2 separate regions of the Mus musculus genome follow, and region 2 is linked to region 1. A link is a contact called in public promoter capture Hi-C data. All regions are on one chromosome and are shown on one strand. The core of a region is the stretch at or near the end of the contact, and the rest is flanking DNA. Distances in the headings are between cores, read along the strand shown. Region 1 holds the start of Akr1c18 (aldo-keto reductase family 1, member C18). Region 2 holds the start of Akr1e1 (aldo-keto reductase family 1, member E1).

Region 1 (4,241 bases), core at 530-3,029:
AAACGCAGTGCCGCTCGCTTCTCAGTGCATTGCAATTTTAGAATTTTAGAATTTAGAAACATTGCCTTGATTAAAGTAATGATTTTATATCACTGAGGTTGATTGTCATATTTCAGCACTATGTATGCAGTATACTACACCAGTCAAATTATTTAAATTGGCATTTCTCCTGCTTATAATTTCTTTAACAAACTTTTATTTTTCTTGAACATTATATAAAATATGATAGGTCATTGTGCACTATACTCATCCTACAGTGTTTGGAAAAACACAATTTATTCCCTTGATTTAATTGTGTGTATTAGTTATGCAACCTTTATCCAACCTTATCTCCTAGCCTCTATCCTGTGTAACCTCTAGTCAATAATACTATATATTTCAGTAGACTTTTTCAGTTTCTACTTATAAAAAAGGACATGTGACAATTGTTTTTCTGTGTCTGGACAGTTCATGTAGCACAATATCCCAGAGTTCCATCTATTCAGCTGCAGATAACAGATAGTTACTTTTCTGTATGCATAGTGGCCTAATATCTGTATATGTGTATAGGCGTGTGTGTGTGTGTGTGTGTGTGTGTGTGTCTATTTGTCGGCTTATCCGTCTATCTGTCTGTCTCATGTTTTCTTTTATATTTCATTAGATGCTGCACACTGAATTGATCCATGTATCAATTATTGTAAATAATGCCATAATGAATGTTAATATCTATTTGCTCTACTCAGTATACTTATTATTTACATATATGCAAAAATGGGATGTCCAAGTGATATCTACTTTTAGTAGTTCTGTAGGAAACTAAAACAAGTTGTGGCATTGGCATACAAATGGACACACAGGAGAATGGAATGGAATCGATTTCATCTACATGAGTCCATGGTCCAGAGTGATTCTCAACAAAGGCATGGAGGCAAGGATAAGAAACAGCACAGGCTTTTCAACCAGTGACACTATGACCTCTGTGTGTCCTCACACAGAGGGCAGAAATGTGGCTATAGTTCCTTACCTGGTATACATATCAATCAAAACGAACAAAAGACGTTTGTATGAGACCTGAGATGGTAAAACCACCAGAAAGAACATGAAGGAATCTCTTTAAAACATTGCATAGGCAATTTTTGGATATGTCCTTCAAAGCACAAGACACAACAGCAAAAGCAGACAAATGATAGTATATCAAGTTAAGAATCTTTCAATTCATGGTAGAAACAGTCAATAGAGTAATGAAACCAACTACAGAACAGGAAAAAACCTGTCATCCAATTATTTCATAAAGACTAATACACATAGCTTATATCAAACTCAGAATAACAAAAAAAGTAAACAAAAATGCATGAGTTGGTTGAATAAACATATTTCAATGGTTAACAAATAAAATGTTTGTGTAATATATATCATCAGATAATGATGTTAACTAAGTTTCAAATTTTCTCCTTTTCTCAGAAGCAGATCGACACTGAAGGAAGACCCCAAAACCAGAATAGTTAGTGATTACATGATCAAACCTTAGTAGAACCCACCCAGTCTGCCTCTCTTCTACATAGCACAGCTCTAATCTGGTGGAGCAGAGCAGCAGGAGTCCACCAAAATTCCACAGGAATTGATAAATTTCATTCTTTTAGGCCCTTAATCCCCAAACCTTTTTTATTACCTCTTCAGTTGCATAGGTGCCAAAGCCCAGGACAGGAATGGAGTGACCATCATTTAATTCTATCTTCTGAATTTTGGAATTCATTCTCAGCCACTGCTCTGACCTAGAAGATTCTCTCTCTTCCTCTGCTTTCACAAGCCAGCGAACAAGTGCAAATTATAGCCCCAAGTGAATGAGTAATCAGCAGTCAATGGCACGGGGGCGGAGTGAGCTCTTACAGCATTCTACTTGTGAGGAAAGAGTTGGCACCAGACCGTTTATTCTCATACAGAAGAGAATTTGCTACAACATCCTACATAGTGACACATACATGACTTTATGTAATGAATGTTGTTACTAGAATACTCCACACAGTATTTTAAGTTGCTTTATGAGAGACCGAGGGATTGCTGACAATGTCTAGAGTGGAAAGTTTGAGGTGCCTATTGTTCTGTTCTCCATTGCTATGAAGACATACACTATGTACATACACTATGTGGCATAGCAAAGTAGCTCAGAAACCCAAATTGGCGATCGCTGTTTCTTTTCCATTTTAATTTGCCTCATTTTTTTTTCTAGAGATACTGTCTATGAAACCCTTCCTACTACTTTTCTATAACTTTCTACTACCATTTTTCTAGCCAGAATGATCCCCAGTTCTGTGTGAAGGTAATTGGGGTGCCTTGCTCCCTTGTTTACTTTTCTCTTCTGTTATCCCCTTTCCGTATTTTGCAGTTTTAATGCAGTTTTCCTTTTCTGCGGTTTATGCTTCTGAGAGAAATGAAGAGTTGGAGACATATCATTACACCTTCTCATGTAGAACATATGGGAGAGTGAAGTGAAATTTGAGGTTGGTGGATTTAACAAAAGGTGACATAAAACAGGTTATACCAGTGATTAAATGCTGTAGAATTAAACAAACACATTTGTTAATCCACACGGAAAACTATAACATTGCCAAAAGCTACATTCAGAAGAGGTTTTATGTATCTAAAATACTGGTGTTGAGGTGGTATATACATTCACTGAGAGCAGTTTGTCATATCCATGAACAAATAGCTAGGTTAATGTTTAAGAGACAAATGTGTCATCACTATATTGTGTTAAAAAATTCCACCCACAAAATCATGTTAGGGAAATATAAAGATAGATCTTTTAGTTTCTTGCATTCAACACTATGGAAAATATCTTCACTGTTCACAAATATTTAGGAGAGGATTCTGCCATTTAGCAGTTTAGGAATAAAGCTTTGAATCATACTCTGTTGCAATTTCTGAGGAGACACTGCGCTGTCCTAACTGGTTTGGTCACTTTAGAGCAACCTGTCCTAGACGCATTAACTCGGATTTGTAGAGAAAATTCCTTATCTTCAAACAAGCTTTCCATTCATCTTCAAATCACAGACATTTCTTCCCCTGAGACACTGTACTAAAGAGATAACATAATCACAAACATAATGCCATCTATACTCCAAAGTGCTATAGGGCAGTTTGTCTAGTGTGCTGACTTCTGAGTGTCATCCCTTCTGTTTGATCACACACCTGAGGCATCAAAACCTGTGAACAGAAATATAGCAACAAAAGTGATAAAGTCCACACTGGAAATTTTCCCAAATAAGAAAATGTCTAGATCAGAGGGATTTTATTGTGAGCTCTAATGGCCATTTAAGAGGCTAGAGAGATGGCTCCATGGTTAAGAACACAAGCTGCTCTTCAGTAAAATGCGCTCATTTTGCAGTACCCACATGGCAGCTCATGACTGTCTGTATGTCTCATTCCAGGGGATCCAACACCCTCACACAGACATGAATACAGGCAAAACATAAAATTTAAAAACTAAGATGATGATAATATTTATATGGTGTTAACTGATTATGTTAAAGTGATTAAAATATATGCCCTTTGAGAGAAAAGAGAACTTTTCTCTAAGACCATATGTCAAATACTATAAGATGTCCTACTTGTAGGTTTGTATCAAAAAAATTCAGAGCAAGTCATCTGAGAGATATTTGTATGGCAGTGCTCAGTAACTCATAACAGTGGAGACAGGCAACATTAGGACAGAGAGATGAGCAGGCAAATAAAGCTGCTACCTACAGATGCAACATGACTTAGCCTTAGAAAAGAGATTCAGGTATCATCCAATAACATAGGTGAAACATAAAGACATTCCAAGTAGATAAGTGTAATATAGAAAAATGTGTGTCTTCTCATAAGATGACACTTTCATATGCACATGCAGCAGTCTGTTGTGGTGAGACATATCTGTACACTGACTTACTTTACCCTCTTTTACCTTGCTCAGATCCCTTCCTTCTTATCTATATCTCCTTTGAGTGTTCATGACATGTTGGCCCCATAGATTCCAACTATAGAAACAATATCTAACTCCTTTTGAGTCTGTGCTACATTGCTTATTTCTATAGACTAACCTCAATTTTCCCCACGTCACTAAGGCTTTTACCTCTCAAAATGGAAAAACTCATCCTATTATTCATGTGGAGGGGGCACAAAACCTCAGGAGCCTCAACAAACTTGAAAAGCAATTGCACAGCAATACTCCCACTTCCTTATGTCGAAATTTACCACAAACATGCAATGATCAGAAGAGTATG
Region 2 (4,776 bases), core at 1,416-3,915, 460 kb after region 1:
TCATGCATACAGCATGATTGACTTCACAGAGACTCCCACACCTGCTCATTCATGCATACAGCATGATTGACTTCACAGAGACTCCCACACCTGCTGCATTCATGCATACAGCATGATTGACTTCACAGAGACTCCCACACCTGCTCATTCATGCATACAGCATGATTGACTTCACAGAGACTCCCACACCTGCTGCATTCATGCATACAGCATGATTGACTTCACAGAGACTCCCACACCTGCTCATTCATGCATACAGCATGATTGACTTCACAGAGACTCCCACACCTGCTGCATTCATGCATACAGCATGATTGACTTCACAGAGACTCCCACACCTGCTGCATTCATGCATACAGCATGATTGACTTCACAGAGACTCCCACACCTGCTCATTCATGCACACAGCGTGATTGACTTCACAGAGACTCCCACACCTGGTCATTCATGCATACAGCGTGATTGACTTGCTTCCTGCTTGTACAGCTATCACCTCAGAGTCAATTTCTTAGTGTGGAGTTTGGAATGTGCCCTTTGATCACCTCTAGCAGGTGATTCCAAGTTAAGGCCGGTCTATGTAGTAGACAAGAATTCAAAAGTGCTCGGACTTTATTCTCTTCACTACAGACACAAAGGTGGTGTCACTCAACCAAGATTTCATTCATGAAAGTATTGTTGATTGGTGGTATGTCTCTGCATGGCCACCTGAATGGCCAAATAATAAAACAAAGATGTAAGCAAACAAAACATAACCTCACATGTTCACAAAGCTAGAGGAGAATCAACTACATCCCCAAAGCACCAATTCCCATAAGGAAACTGACCAAATCCTCTAGGCTAGATGGTTCCAGCTCTGCCAGGAGCTTTGCCTGCGGAAGTGGAGAAGCCTTACCTTACTGACTACAAAGAGATCCTCTCTCTTCACCACGCCCTCCTTGATCTTCTCACTGATTCCCATTCCCACCTCGCTCTCATTGTGGTATAAGTAAGCACAATCGAAGTGCCGGTAGCCCAGGTTGATAGCCAACTTAACTGCATCAGTCACTTCTCCTGGGGAGGCCTGGAATATAACCAAACACAAGGAAAGTTTCTTCTGTCAGGGGAACCCAATCCCCTTTCTCCCCCGTCATGTGGGAAAGTATAGCCAAGCAATACATAAATACTCAAATCAGTAAAGCAGTATGAACATCAGCCAGACCAAAAGGTAGAGAATGGAACGTCATAGTCAGAATATGATTAATATTCTGTTCTGCTATCTTTACTCATTCTGGAAACAGGGTGCTTTTCAGCTCTTGCTGTGTTGTGCTTCCCGATTACAGAAGGGCTAAGAACAGCTGGGGCAGGAAGCGGTCTGATATTTAGCACCCAGGGATGCATGAATCAACTGTAAACATAAAACAAGTATCACACACATGGACTCACTCAATATCTGTAGGGTACACACAGGAAAAGCTTAGTGAGACACAGACATTTCCATCAAATATGAAAAGTGTAGCTCAAGGTAGCTTTGAATTTGATCTCTTCCTTGCTTTGTCCTAAATGACTTGGTTATTGGATCAAGGGGATATACATATCTAGCATAGCGACATTATTTAAGATCATCAGTCAGTGTCACATTTGCTATGGTTTTCCATTGCCTTCACATATTTTGAAAGTCATATTCCTGTGTCTTCAGGAGATAGAATTAAATGCTTCAATTGTGTTGGGAGGGTGATTCCCCCCCCCCCACACACACAGTTTTATTTATTTATTATTTTATTGACATTTCTTTCATCTCACATCTCAGCATTCACTATGTGGTACCAAAGAACACTCAAATCACCAAATTGCCAAAATAATAATAATAATAATAATAATCCCATCCTTTTTACAAAAAATTCTGGAGAAACATTTATTTGAAAACCTTCCTATAAACAGAATTTTTAAATTTACTTTTTTATCAAAAACAAAACAAAACAAAACCCCCAAACCATAAAAAGAAACAAATTTTGATCATGCCTCCCCCTCCCCCACAACTTGTCCCAGAGTCAGACAGGCCTATTCAACTATTCAACTTCACGTTCATTATGCCCTACATTCAAAATCAACTGAGCAAGCAGTGTAACTACTCGCAAATATCTCTAATGTCGCTAGTGGACTCCAGAAGTAGACATTACACTTACATCGGTGCAATTATTTAATTATTTTTATTTGGTTTGTTTTAGCATGCAAAGTAGCACGCTTCCTTGTGGCCATTTGACACACACTCGGTTTTGCTGTGCCAAGATGAGTGCCACTAGGCATAAATGATTTTTCGGAGGCTGGGGGTCCGTGATTAGCTCACACAAGGCTAGGTTAACAGCACACTGCTTTATTTAAAGTTAGTCTAACAGCTTTGAATCCTCGCAGGGAGCAGGGTGTTTTAGGATCACAGGAGAGAGAGTCCAACTTCTCCTCTAATCCGTCTGGGGGAAAACCTTAATCAGAGCCCGGGTCTGGAAGGAATCACCCTAGGCAAAAGAAATCCCGTGCCCCTGGCTGTTTTTGAGCATGTACTCATCAGGCTCCGGGACCCTTAGCCCCACCCACACCGGAGTGTGTCCTCACCTTCCAGGTGCCCAAGCCCACTGTAGGGATGTTTTCCATGGTTCCCCTTTGCTCAAAGGCTCAGCCTCTTCCTGCACTTTAGCGGCCAGAGAGCGTTCCAGGGACCTCAGGAAATGCCGTGATAGGCTGGAGTTCTGGCAGTTTAATTGGCTGATGGAGAGGTCGCTTGGTGCTCTGATTGGCTGAGAGCATAGTCCATCTTTCAGGGGACCTAAGCAATTGGGTTTGGTTGTGCTTTATCTCTGTCCTAAATCCTCTATGATCCTAAGAATTCCGTCTCCGAGCAACCTGCCTAAAGCCCAGATCCAGTGCTCTGTCCTTCTTGCAAACAGGCTGTGGTTCAGGATATTTCCTGGACATCAGATGTTTTAGATTGATGATCGTTTCTAGTATCCTGGAAAAAACAGGTTTGACTATATCAGCTGTCTTGAACCTTGCAATGATGATGAGTGCTACTTTGAGGTGATTGCCATTTTAGTAATAGAGGAAATATAATCTGAATATCATTTTTAAGGTGTGTCTTATGGAATTAAAAAAATCAAGATTAAAAATTAAACATCTCTGGAAGATTATTCACTGTAATAAGAACTAATAATAAGGGAGGTCATTTAAAGAGAGCAAATAGTATATAGGCAGATTTTGAGGGAGGAAAAGGAAGAGAGAAATGTAATTATAATTGCAAACAAAACAAAACAAAACAAAAACAAAAACCCAAGGGTCTTCCCACAAGATAATCCCTCAAAGGAATGCCTACAAGACTGTCTCCCAGGTGATTTTTAGGTCTTATTCAGTTGGCAATAATCCTAAAATCACAAGCTGAAACATCTAGAAGGAACCAGAAAACCAGCCCATAAACGCAAAGGTAAATAGCTATTTCGAAAATATTAGCATTACTAAGATGATTAGAAAAATTGAAGATTTGCGTGTTACAGTGCTTAGAATTTTGTATCCTTCACTATGTTTGTTAATAACTTATTAAAAACTTAGCAGAATTCAACAATTTTACAATTTCAACCCAAAGTTTTGTTTTGTTATTTTAATTTCTCTGTTGCCATATTACACATCTGTTCATTTGTTTGAGTTTTTCAAGTGCTCATGGCAGATGCACTGTGGATGTGGAAAACTCTACATCTTCTCCAGTTCTCTTTTTTTATTTATATTTTGTAAAAATGGCAAAGTTAAGCCATTAACGGTCAGACAACTATTTGTAGCTTTCGATCTTTATGCAGATTAACATGGAAGTATCCATTTGCAAGAGGATGTGTTTTCAGATGTTCAATATTATTAGTACTCTCTCTCTCTGATAAGCTTTTATTACTCATAGCGACACTTACACTTTCAGTTCATAAATCTATAGAAATATTGTCCTATCTTTAAATGATTTCTATCATTTCATAAAAGGGTAGTTTGATCTAGGGATGCCTTCTTTTTTAATGGTCATTTCAGATTTCTTAGGTAGTAATTTAGCAGAAACCAATGTTACAGATGTAAATACTTGAAAAACATACAAGCATGCTTTACAAGAAATTATTGAAACCTCAAAATTTGATGAGGTAGTTTATTTTAACACACAGAAAACTTTTGCCAGGTTCTCATGGCAGGCAGAGACAAATATATACACTAACATATACATAATGAACATATACACATGCATATGTATATGTGAATGCAAATACATCTGCTCAATTATCCATTCAATAAACAGCATATTCTGGTCAGTACAAGCAACTTAACAAGGGTAAACCGGAAATATTTGGATGCCATTAGGTTAATTTTGCATATGTATTTAATAAATGTCATTTTAGAAAACACATTTTATTCTTATATATAGGTAATTGTGAGAAAAATCAACAAATTTAAAGGGCAAGCTGGTAACTACACAGGAGACACTTCACCTAAACTTTGGAACTATTTTGCAATAATTCTTCATAATTAAGAAATACAATTGAAGACACACTAATAAGTTGTATGAAAAAACAAAATCATAAGACACATGAACTTTATAAGTTGATTCTTCCTGCCCTCTGGTGGTTGTTTCTCAAAATACAGATGTGTATGTAGGAATATATGTAGGGTGTGTATAAAACATATATAAATGATATATAATATATAAATGTATATCTAGAAATACATATATTTAGACATGTATTTATGAACACATATATGTCTATACATATGTGTATATGTGTG

Evidence for each region. Promoter capture Hi-C pulls out the DNA fragments that hold promoters and counts their contacts.
Region 2: a promoter capture Hi-C map of hematopoietic stem and progenitor cells shows a contact between it and region 1. The contact joins the promoter of Akr1e1 here to the promoter of Akr1c18 in region 1. A contact is called at or near these places in 10 of 39 promoter capture datasets (the C10 cell line, the HPC-7 cell line, cranial neural crest and 5 more), 1 of 484 Hi-C or Micro-C datasets (cumulus cells), 1 of 115 datasets of contacts at active chromatin or transcription factors (bone marrow-derived macrophages) and 1 of 9 other capture datasets (pancreatic islet).

What each region holds. Positions count from the first base shown.
Region 1 is chr13:4,148,867-4,153,107 of GRCm38.p6, forward strand. Akr1c18 (aldo-keto reductase family 1, member C18) reads right to left here and starts at 1,780. Exons shown (of 9, transcript NM_134066.3): 1 at 1,649-1,780. The coding sequence starts at 1,732.
Region 2 is chr13:4,606,499-4,611,274 of GRCm38.p6, forward strand. Akr1e1 (aldo-keto reductase family 1, member E1) reads right to left here and starts at 2,666. Exons shown (of 10, transcript NM_018859.2): 1 at 2,587-2,666; 2 at 893-1,060. The coding sequence starts at 2,625.